Linked DNA regions of Sus scrofa: region 1 is linked to region 2. Evidence: chromatin contacts called from public promoter capture Hi-C data. All regions are on one chromosome and are shown on one strand. The core of a region is the stretch at or near the end of the contact, and the rest is flanking DNA. Distances in the headings are between cores, read along the strand shown.

Region 1 (5,953 bases), core at 2,595-5,094, 300 kb before region 2:
GGTGATTCTGACTTATTTTCCCAATGGAAAGATTTGGTGCTATCTCATTCTGAGTATTTTATCCCCCAAGATCCATGTACTATGAACAATTTCAGTAGGTGGCGCTCTTTCCACCTGCCAGCTTCCCTGTTTGGCGGGAATGAGCCCTAAGTCATTCAAGGAAGTCAGGAGCAGATCAAGGGTGCAACCTCTTTTCAACATACTAATATTGAAAACAGCAGAACTTATCTTTGTAAACAATTTGTTAGTGGTGTAAAACATATGATAAAGGAGTGCAGGAGTAGGCAGAAGTGTGACACCACATTTGTTTATTACACAAATATAATCATTGTTCCAAAGAGTTCTAGCCTACATTTGGAAACCAAAAAACAAGGTAGAAAGCAAATGATAAGAAAAACCAAGTAGAGATTTAGACAGAAGAGTTTTTGTTTCTGCTTTTGTTTTATGAAGAGATGGGGAACACCGACATTATTATAAAAAAAAAACAAAAACAAAACCCCTTGAGCAAACAAAAAAACATCTTTCCCCTTACTAATTATATGAAAAACTTATGGGATTAAACATAGATATCTGTATCTGCTAAACGGGGGAGATAGCACAGTGCAGCTTGCAAGGACATGAGCTTTAAAATCAGACAAACCTAGATTTAGATTTAGACTTTGGTTCCAGTTCTTTAATCCCAAACAAGTTACTCAACTCTTAATTCTCAGTAAACTATTACCTACCTTATTTGGTTATGCTAAGCATTAAATTAAAAGGCAATAAATGAAAAGAATTATTGCAAGGCTTGGTACATAGCCAGTACTTAACAAGGCATTAAATGTAGTGCTAAAATATGTAAATGAGGTGTTGAGCTATGTTTTTGTTTTCTAAGTAATAAAGAATAATGGGAAATTACTGTGAGTTTTGAAGGGAAGTTTCCTAAACCAGTCAGTACTAATAATGGTGAGAAAAATTTAAAGGAAGATGAGCAGGAAAAGATATGAGGATAGTTTGGGCATAATGAAAAAGGTTGGTTCTTGGTTTCACAAAACTTGGGTTTGAGAGGTGATCCTCTATTTGCAGGCTGTATGCCCTTGAGAAAGTCACTTAACCTCACTTTTCATTTTTATAAGATGGGGACTGAATTAAATGCTGTTTTGAATATGGCATATGATTTTGTATATTAAATTGTTAGTGTACACTTTACCATAAAATAGTGCACAAAAATGCTTTTAAAACTATAAAATCCAGGGGTTCCCATTGTGGCACAGCAGAAACAAACCTGACTAGTATACATCAGGATGCAGATTTAATCCCTGGCCTCACTCAGTGGGTCATGGATCCAGCGTTGCCATGAGCTGAGGTATAGGTTAAAGATGCTGCTCCAATCCTATACTGGCTGTGGTGTAGGCCAGCAGCTGCAGTTCTGATTCCACTCCTAGCCTGGGAATTTCCATATGCCATGGGAAAAAAAAAAAAGGCAAAAAATTATAAAATCTTATAGAAATGTAGAATGGTGCTGAAGTAATTACTAATAAACTTCAATATTGAAGTTAAAAATTAGTTTCTCAAAAGAAAGTAGGATATTAAATGAGTTCCCAAATTTGGATGAGAATAAGAGTAGTTACTATATTGTAAAGTGAGAATTTATGAGAAGAAAAGAGATTGATATTAGCAAGACACTTGCAATACTTCTGGAGGCAGTTCCATGATGTTTAGTGGCAGTTCCGCTAATGATCCTAATGTTCTCTTTATAATGCCTTTGGCAATATTTTAACAGGGCTAGACTTTTGAGTTTCATCTGACATTTCATTTTTTCCCATAATATCAATACCCCCATTGGGTAGCTCCTGATTTGAGTAAGTTAGGGTTATATCATTTGTATCTTTTTTTTTAATTTCCAAATTTTAGAAGGATAATTTAACCATATGAAACAAGATCAGAAAAAAGTACAAATCATATTAATGAGTGTCTATTAAGTTTCTCATAATACTGTGATCCTTGATTTTAGAAAATAATAGTTTGTATTAATAAAGTAATTTGTATCAATAATTTAAAGAGTTATGACTAAATGTTTTATCTCTTGGAGTTTTTTTAAATAGGCATTCTGCTTATGTTAAATATATACCTTTGTATGGTGTGCAGTAATATCATTAGACAAAAGAAACAAGGCCCCTTCATAGCAATGACTGCTGTGCTGCTTCAAGGTCAATTGTCTTTTAAGTACTCAGAGAATCTTTATATGTCATACTTCAGAAATATGTTTTTGGAGATGGGAAACAACAGGCTATGATTTAATGTTTTTGTTAAACCACCATAATTCTTTCAAAGGAGTATGTATCACAACTATTTCTCTATGTTAAAGAGAAAATTAAGTCCTTAAAGAAATTTCCTATTCTCCAGGTGGAGAGGAAATTAAGAATCACCTATTTTTGCTGTTGTTAATACAAGAAATTTGCATTGTAAAGCAAGCTGCTGTTGCCAACTCTTTAAAGGACAGAGCATACAGGAAGCTGCCTCCACCCTAACAGGCTTAGAGACTGAGCAACTAAGTTAGACATCAGGTGCCCAGGCCAATCAAGTCAAATTTCTAACACAAAATAGCATGTCGTGGAACCTGTTCTATTTGTCTCCCCCCGCCCTTCACCCCCAATAAGAAAGCAAAGATTTTTCTGTGTAGGAGCAGTACTGGTCTTTCTAGTTGGAGGAAAAGTGGTAAGGAATTTGGTAACAATTTACTGTTGTTAAAACAACAAATTATCTTTTAAAAATAGATTATCCACACCTATAGGAGGAGGAATCTCTAGAATGCACAAAATAAAAGCTGGCTCTGAATTACCCATCCAAATGTGCACTGAAGTGCAGCAAACAACTGATCATGTGCAACTACAGCTTTTCTTTCCCAGAAATAGCAACTAAGAAAGAACTTTTTAAAAATCAAAAATATATAATTTCACTAAAATGTTTTACACTTGGAGACTATTAGAATTTTATTTATTTATTTTGCTGTGGAAAAGTCACAATAACCAACAGGAGTAATGCATTTTCTTTTAAATTAGCAGATGTCATGGTGGTTAAGGGTGGGGTGGAGGTTCAGAGAAAGAAGTTGGCAAGAAAAGGTTCAGGGCCTGTTGCAAAATCAACTGCTAGCCAAGTGTGATTCCAGCTATATGGGAACTACCTGTTACAACAGAAAGAAGGGTCTAAAAGATGAAATGAGAAGGGAGTGAGCTTAAGCATCATTTTCCCAATTATCTTGTAAATAGCTAAGGGAACACGTAGGTGTTTCTATCAAACACACGTGAATACAATATTTGCTACATGTACTTTAAGAAGACAATGATATAATTACTTGTATACTGCTAGTGAATCAAGGAAAACCCCTGAAAATAGATGGCTTATGATTGGTAATAGTAATAACTACCTGGGCACTTACCAGTTGTTTTATTTAATCCTCACAACCACACTGTTTCAGAGGGTGTTTAACAGATGAGGAAACTGATACACAAAACAGCTAAGTAGAATGTTCAAGGTCACACATTTAGTAAGGGGTGGAGTCAAGATTCATCTAGGTCTGTCAGACTCCAAAGTCCACGTGGTCCCAATTCTGCTGTACCATGCACTATACGAATGTACATCATAGTCTTTGAAAACTTTACTTTTTGAACTTGAAAAACAAATTACAAGGCACCTCCTAAACAGTTTAAAGCCTCCTAGCAGTTGCCAAGACTTCAATGACGTATTAGTGTGCAGTTAGAAAAGACAGAAATTCATTTTACATGCTTAGGGAAACAAACAGTTTTGCTTAGACTAGTGCGAAATCAAAAATCTAAGTCAATTTGTCTCAAAATGGAATAAACAATGTTTCACTAGAACCTACTTTAAACACTTTTCTCGTAACAACATAACACATTAGAGTTCCTTTTTTTCCAGCCCTTTTCAAAGAGGAAATATTCTAATTTCCTAAAATTAGAGAAAGACTTCACTTCTAAAAAAAATTATGGACAAAAAAGTGAACGACACAGAATAACGTGTGTTGACTTAAGAGTATCATGATCACAATGTAGCGATCCCGTAAAAGATGTGCCCCAAATATGTATTTGAAATTTGATAAAAGTGAGAACTTCTTAAAGGTAGAGAGCAAATCTCAAAAACTGATATAACGATTCACGTGGGCTTTGTTCTTTGTCTCATCGTCACATTAAACATATGATTGTGCGGAAAAGCATTAAAAGAGAAGTAAAAACGACTAGGCGATAGAAAAGAAAAACTGTCAATGAATGCGAGCAGTTGTAGACTACGAACGTCAGGAGAAATCGAGTGATCGCCTTTTGGAGGTTAGTTGTTTATGGGTCGATTTCTTCATTTCTTAATTATGAGACTGAATTTTTTCTTTTTCCAAAATAGATGCTCTTAAGCACTTGAAAGTGCAGGTTTATTTCTTACAAACTGAATCAAGCGAGATGTAGATAGTCGCTGCTTAGAAAGCCCTCTTGGATCTGCGTGAATCCTTCCCAGCCCACGTGGCCAAAGTAAACAGAAGGTGGGCCGGGGCGGGGAGAAGCGGGCCTCGGTCAATTTCCTAATTTGTCGAGTCTTTAAAACTACAGACCCCTAAAGCACTAAGGGCATGCCCTCGAAGAAACTCGGGAGTGCTTCTGCTGAGCGAGATTAAAGGGACTGTGTAGAGAGGATGCCAAAGCGGGGGCGAAGAGGGGCTGGTGGACCTACCAGGGGGTGGGGTGCGGGCTCGAGCGGGCAGACCTGGGTGCGCGCTGGGGTGCGTGAGGGCATACCTGCCAGGAGGTGGGAGTCAGGGAGGGTGCCAGGCAGCAGGGGGGTGTGCACCTAGTCTAAGGGGGCGGAGGGGAACGGCACCAACAAAAAGTTTCAAAGGTTAAGCTAGGGTCTTGCATCCTCGTGCCAGGGACACATGCCGCCTCCCCCTTTGCGCCTGCCTGGAGCCTTCACCCGGGTAGAGACCTATCCGAGGGTCCCCGGGGAACCCCGGGTCTGACGGCGGCGTCGTCCGGAGGCCGGACGTTCCCTGGAGCCCGCGCGCTCCTCAGAGCGCAGCGCTTCGCCGGCTCGCTCCCCAGTCCCGGCCTCGACCGCGCGCCCCCACGTTCGGCTCCAGGTGCCGCCGGCTTTTGTGCGGGGAGCCGCGGGGCCGGGGGCCGATTCCCGGGAGCCGGGGCCGAGGGCCCCGGGGCGGCGACAGAGGCCAGGGCGGAGGAGGCGGCGGCCCGGCGGAGGGGGAGGAGGCGGCCCGGCGGAGAAGGAGGAGGAGGAGGAAGCGGGGCGGAGGAGGAGGAGGAGGCGGAGGAGGAGGAGGAGAGCGGCGGCAGCGGCGAGAGCTCGGGCGGCCCCGCCGCCTCCTCGCGAGCGCCGCGCGCCCTGGCCCGGCTCGCATGCGAGTCACGTCCGCCCCCTCGCAGCGGCCGCCCCGAGACGCCGGCCCAGCCGAGTGATGAGAACAGACGTCAAACTGCCTTATGAATATTGATGCGGAGGCTAGGCTGCTTTCGTAGAGAAGCAGAAGGAAGCAAGATGGCTGCCCTTTAGGATTTGTTAGAAAGGAGACCCGACTGCAACTGCTGGATTGCTGCAAGGCTGAGGGACGAGAACGAGGTCAGAGCGCTTCTCTTATGCCGCGGAACTCTCCCTTTCCTCTCCCCTTCGCTTTCTCTCGGGCTTGCGGGGACGGGGGAGCCCAGCCAGCAGTGTCACCCACAAATACCAAGAGGGAAGAGGGAAGCTTCACAAATTACTGGAGCCTCTTCAACATGGCTGACAAATATAGTTTTAATTCCACCCCCCCCCCCTTAAACCTGTAGTTCAGTGTTCTCTTCTCTCTCCTGCTAATGCTCGTGTCCTCGTCCCCCAGAAAACTTACCTTTGTGAGTCCGGCCGGCCGCTTTCCCGGCCTTTTATCCTCCGGAAAGTGATTTTTCTCTGCTTGCCTTTCTAA
Region 2 (5,541 bases), core at 461-2,960:
GTCTTATGAGTTAGACAGCTTTTATCTACTTAAAAAACCTGTCATTTTTAAAACACTTTCTATGGAAAGCCATTCCTCAAATTGTCCTTTTGGAACAATCCTTTTAGAAATTTGGGTCTTCTTGTTAATGGTTCTTCTCCACCTGATCAGTCTTGACCTAATAAGGATCGAAGAATATATGCAGCCAATTTTAAAGAAAATTGGGATTTTTACCATCAGCTGCATTATAACCACAAAACTACCCCAGATTCAGTTTTCTCTCCTATAAAACACTCAAGTAGCATATGCGTAAACATTTTACAAATTATAGGTATCAATAATGACCACAAGTATTATTAATAATAGTCATTTATATGCTAGGCCCTGTGACTAATCACTTTGTATATACTGTCTTGTAGTTCTCACAGCACTATTTTACAGATGAGGAAAAACTAAGGTTTCGCAAGATAAGGAAGCTCCTCCAAGGTCACAGAGCTAAGACTCCAGGACTCGGAGCTGAGATCTGAAAATCTCCACAGCTGGTGTCCCTAAAAAGTGGGCGATAAGGCAAGGCCGACTTCACAGAAAAAAGGTACCACTCCCTTCAGGGCTCTGAAATCAGAAGAGCATGAAGGCAATTAACCAACCCCCCTATTTCACGTCATGGCTAACCTTCACAGTGAAATATCAGGGTTATCATGGCTAACCTTCACAGTGAAATGAGAATAACGGACACCACGGTCATTTCCTATCTTAAGTCAGCCAGGTCAGTGCCCCAATTCGCTTTGCCCTCTGGGGCTGGCTCAATTTGGGGAAAAGGAGGGGCTACTGCAGAACCAAAGAGGTTCCTCCGGACTGTGGACCACATTCAAGGTGCAAACCTGGAATATCAATTCACTTTGCTGGGAGATCCTTCCTCAAGTCCCCGCCCCCCAGTGCCGAAACACAGCCGCTGGACCAGGCGTCTCCGAAGTTCCGCCAGCCTCTCCAATCGTTGGCGGCCCTTCCCAGCAGACGCTTTGTCACGCCCCCCAGGAGGGCGGGCTGGCGGGCGGACTGTGCCCCTCCGCGTTCACAACGAGGTTACGCGAAACCAGCACGGCGGCGGGAGCTGGGCAAACGGTCACCGGCGGCCGAAGGGTGACGGCGCGCTCCCACGCGCTCCGCCCCCGGCATGCGGAGGGCGGCTGGCTGCTTCTAAGACAACCTGGCGTGACCCCGCCTCCCGCTCTGCGCCTCTGCGCTCCGCGTTCGGGGACTTAGTCCGCCGCCCCAGTGTTGGCAGCTCAGCGCTGGCCAATCGCCGGAGGCTCGGCGCACCGCCCCCCCCCCCCACGCCCCAAGCGGGAAGGTTGCTTGGACCGCGCGGCCACTGCAGCGGGCCCGAAAGAAGGAGGAGATGGGGACCGCGCGGGGGGTACGGGGCACAGGTCCCATCGCGGGCCTCAGGCGCGCCGCGAGGTGGGGTTCCCGGGAACTACTTACTGAAAAAGAGACGGTAATCGGGCGAATGGGGCTGGCCGCGCTCTTCCGTGCGGTACAGAGCCATGGCGCGGCGCGGCCCGGGCCCTGCGCTAGCTCCCAGCGGCAGACGCGCGGCTGCGACAGCAGGGGCGCCGGCGCGCCGGATCCCACTTGTGCGCAGCAGCTGCAGCAGAGCACGCATGGCGTCGACCGCGGTCCAGCTTCGCGCGGGTGGTGCCGGGGACTGGCCCGGCCGCGCGCCGGCGCCTCCTACCGCCCGGAGTCTCCACTCCCGGCCGGGGGTTTATAACCCCGCCCCCGCCAGGCCGGGCCCTGGAGACTGATTATCGAAATTAGAGCGCCGAGCAAATTGCCGATAATGCACATTGTACCCGCAGCGAGGCCAGGGTTCAGAAGTGAACAGGAAAACGTCCACCACCCCTGAGGAGCTTACTGTTCTTTAATGCATATATGCCTACACTCCTTTCTCATCCAGTCGATATTTACTATCATTTTTTATTATAATTATAATATTGAGTGATTACTCTCTCCTAAGCATTGTTCTAGATCCTCTTCAATGTAGGACGCAAGCATGTGCACGCACAAAAATATCTGTAGGAGACGTAATGATAAGGCCTCCTTGCGAAGACTTGACCTTGACACTGATTTAAGTGGGCGGGCGGGGAACGTGTAACTTCCTCAGATGCCTTCTCCTCCATGAAGCCCTTTTGCATTTAACCCAAGTAGAGGTGATTTATATTTTCTTTTTCTTACATTTTCATTTATACAATGGCACTTCGTACTGTGCCTATGTGTTTTGTGAACTTAATCGCATTCCCTACTTCACCCTGCCGCTCCCTGGATTGTACAGATTACCAAATACTTGAGATTTGGGATTTAGGGAGTCCCATGGTGGCCTAGTGGGTTAAGGATCCATTGTCACTGCTGTGGTACGGCTTCATTCTGGCCTGGAAACTTCTGCTTCTCACGGGGGACGGCCAACCCCCCCCAAAAAAAAAATAAGAAAAATTTTAAAAGATTTGAGATTAAGTATTTTTGAAGGATGGAGCATCCATCATGCCTTCCTAGATAATGGCTCCTTTATTGTTGAGTCAAATTGTTCCTGGAACCCTTTTTCTACCAAATCGTTCTCATGTGAACTTCTGGTTATTGGCTTTCCAGAAAAAAATATGGGAACATTGTCCACAGGCACAGTCTTCATGTCTTCAGTCTTCTTTCAGTTTTTGTTTTTGTTTTTTTTTCTCATCTCAGTCCAAATGGCTTCCCCCTTGTCAAGGTTATGGGTGACTTTGTGGTCAAACATTAAGGTCAATTCTTGTAATAAATCAGAGTGGGAGAATCCAGAAGACAGCAGTAAATAAGATATTTAAAAGTAGAAATTAAAACTTTTAAAGAAAATTAAATATTTTGGTTATTCAGTCTATGACAACAAAAACAGGAAGAGCAGTAATTTTATGTTCTACAGCTGAAATTTATGTAATGTACATCAATGATACCTCAATAAATTTGTAATTAAAGATGAACTAAAAATAAATAGTAATTTTACAAAAGGAGGCAAAAAGTGCACTTATGATTTTTGCAAAAACTAAGTGAAATAGTTTTAATTAAAAGAAGTCATTTTAGAAATAATAATCTTGGGAGTTCCCCTCCTGGTGCAGTGGTTAATGAATCTGACTAGGAACCATGAGGTTGTGGGTTCGATCCCTGGCCTTGTTCAGTGGGTTAAGGATCCAGCGTTGCCATGAGCTGTGGTGTAGGTCGCAGACGCTGCTCGGATTCCGTGTTGCTGTGGCTGTGGTGTAGGTCGGCGGCTACAGCTCTGGTTCGACCCCAAGCCTGGGAACCTCCATATGCCACGGGAGCGGCTCAAGAAAAGACAAAAAATAGTAATAATAATAATAATCTCTTAATTTACTGTAATAAAAATTGGCTAATAAATGAAAGGTTATCAGGGAGTTCCCATTGTGGCTCTGCAAGTTAAGACCCAACTAGTATCCATGAGGATGTGAGGTCCATCCCTGGCCTTGCTCAGTGGGTTAAGGATCCAACATTGCCCTGAGCTATGATGTAGGTAGCAGATGCAGCTTGGATCCCATGTTGCTGTGGCTGTGGTGTAGGCTGGAAGCTACAGCTCCAATTCGACCCCTAGCCTGGGAACTTCCATATGCCGCATGTGCTATACAGTGAAGTGACTCAGTTATACATATATGTATATGTGTAATATATGTATATATTCTTTTCTCTTACTACCTCCCATCATGTTCTACCCTCAAGAGATTGGAGACAGTTCCCTGTGCTATACACTAGGACCTTGTTGTTTATCCATTCTAAAAGTAATAGTTTGCATCTGCTGATCCCAAACTCCAAGTCCCTCCCAGTCCCTCTCCCTCTCCCCTTTGGCAGCCACAAGTCTGTTCTCCATATTTGTGATTCTGTTTCTGTTCTGTAGGTAGGATCATCTGTGCCATATTTAGATTCCACATGTAAGTGATATCATATGGTATTTGTCTTTCTCTTTCTGCCTTAATTCACTTTATATGAGAATCTCTAGTTCCATCCATGTTGCTGCAAATGGCATTTGGCTCTTTTTTATGGCTGAGTAGTATTCCATTGTAGATATATAGCACATCTTCTTAATCCATTCATCTGTTGGACATTTATGTTGTATCCATGTCTTGGCTATTGTGAATAATGCTGCTGTGAACATACCAGTGCATGTATCTTTTTGAATGAAAGTTTTGTCTGGATGTATGCCCAGGAGTGGAATTGCTGGATCATGTGGTAGTTCTATATTTAATTTTCTGAGGAACCTACGTACTGTTTTCCCTAGTGGTTTTACCAATTTACATTCCCACCAAGAGCGAATGAGGGTTTCCTTTTGTCCACACCCTCTCCAGCATTTGTTATTTGCAGACTTACTAATGATGGCCCTTCTGACCAGTATAAGGTGGTACCTCATTGTAGTTTTGTTTTGCTTTTCTATAGTAATTAGTGATGTTGAGCATTCTTTTACGTGCCTCCTGGCCATCCATATGTCTTTGGAGAATGTCTAGGGCTTCTCCCATTTTTCAATTGGATTTTTTGGTTTTTTCTTGTTGAGTTGTATGAGTTGTCTGTGTATTTTGGAGATTAAGCCCTTGTCGATTGCATCATTTGCAACCATTTTTTCCTACTCCATAGGTTGTCTTTTTGTTTTTGTTTTTGTTTTTTTATGGTTTCCTTTGCTGTGCAAAACTTGTAAGTATGATTATTACATAACATTTAGTTATTTTAATTGTTTCAAATTTAGACATTAGGCTTCCATCACTGACATCTCTTGCCATTATCAGGTAGTAAGTAAAGGTCTCAATCCTAGGAGTTTACAAGCTGAAGATTAAATTCTAACACACATGAAATCATTAAGTAACATTTCCAGAGTTTACAAAATACACTAGTGGTTCTTAAATAGGTAACCGATTTTATCAACTGATGGTTTTGGAGAACATTTAGAATTAACATAAAAGGCAGAGTGTCCAAGTATGGACTATAACTCAAATATCAGGTGATAAGGACCCAGACATTAGCCCTGGTGGTAGATATAGAAAGGAATTGAAAAAATTTACAGAATTTGATGCGTGACTGGAAATAATGGAATGATGATAGAAGAGTCAAAAAAATCACTCAATTTTCTCTACAGAAGAACAACAAAAATATGTAATGTTATTCTCAGATAAAAGGAAATAAAAGTAGGAGATTATCTTAGAGATAAAATAATAATTTTTGCCTTGGGACATGCTGACTCTGAAACAATGCACACAGACCTTTTTTTGTTTTGTTTTGTCTTTTTGTCTTTTTGCCATTTCTAGGGCCGCTTCCGTGACATATGGAGGTTCCCAGGCTAGGGGTCGAATTGGAGCTGTAGCCGACGGCCTACACCAGAGCCACAGCAACTCAGGATCCGGGCCGCTTCTGCAACCTACACCACAGCTCACGGCAGGGCCGGATCCTTAACACACTGAGCAAGGCCAGGGATTGAACCTGCAACCTCATGGTTCCTAGTCGGATTTGTTAACCCCTGAGCCACGACGGGAACTCCCA

What was found. Promoter capture Hi-C pulls out the DNA fragments that hold promoters and counts their contacts.
Region 1: a promoter capture Hi-C map of liver shows a contact between it and region 2, with 13 times the contacts expected there. The contact joins the promoter of TET2 here to the promoter of PPA2 in region 2. A contact is called at or near these places in 3 of 5 promoter capture datasets (fetal liver, fetal skeletal muscle and liver), 19 of 47 Hi-C or Micro-C datasets (alveolar macrophages, blood, brain and 12 more) and 2 of 2 datasets of contacts at active chromatin or transcription factors (alveolar macrophages and skeletal muscle).

What each region holds. Positions count from the first base shown.
Region 1 is chr8:116,544,867-116,550,819 of Sscrofa11.1, reverse strand. It overlaps TET2 (methylcytosine dioxygenase TET2), which reads left to right and starts at 3,844. Exons shown (of 11, transcript XM_013978993.2): 1 at 3,844-4,319.
Region 2 is chr8:116,245,700-116,251,240 of Sscrofa11.1, reverse strand. PPA2 (inorganic pyrophosphatase 2, mitochondrial) reads right to left here and starts at 1,710. Exons shown (of 12, transcript XM_021101713.1): 1 at 1,465-1,710. The coding sequence starts at 1,645.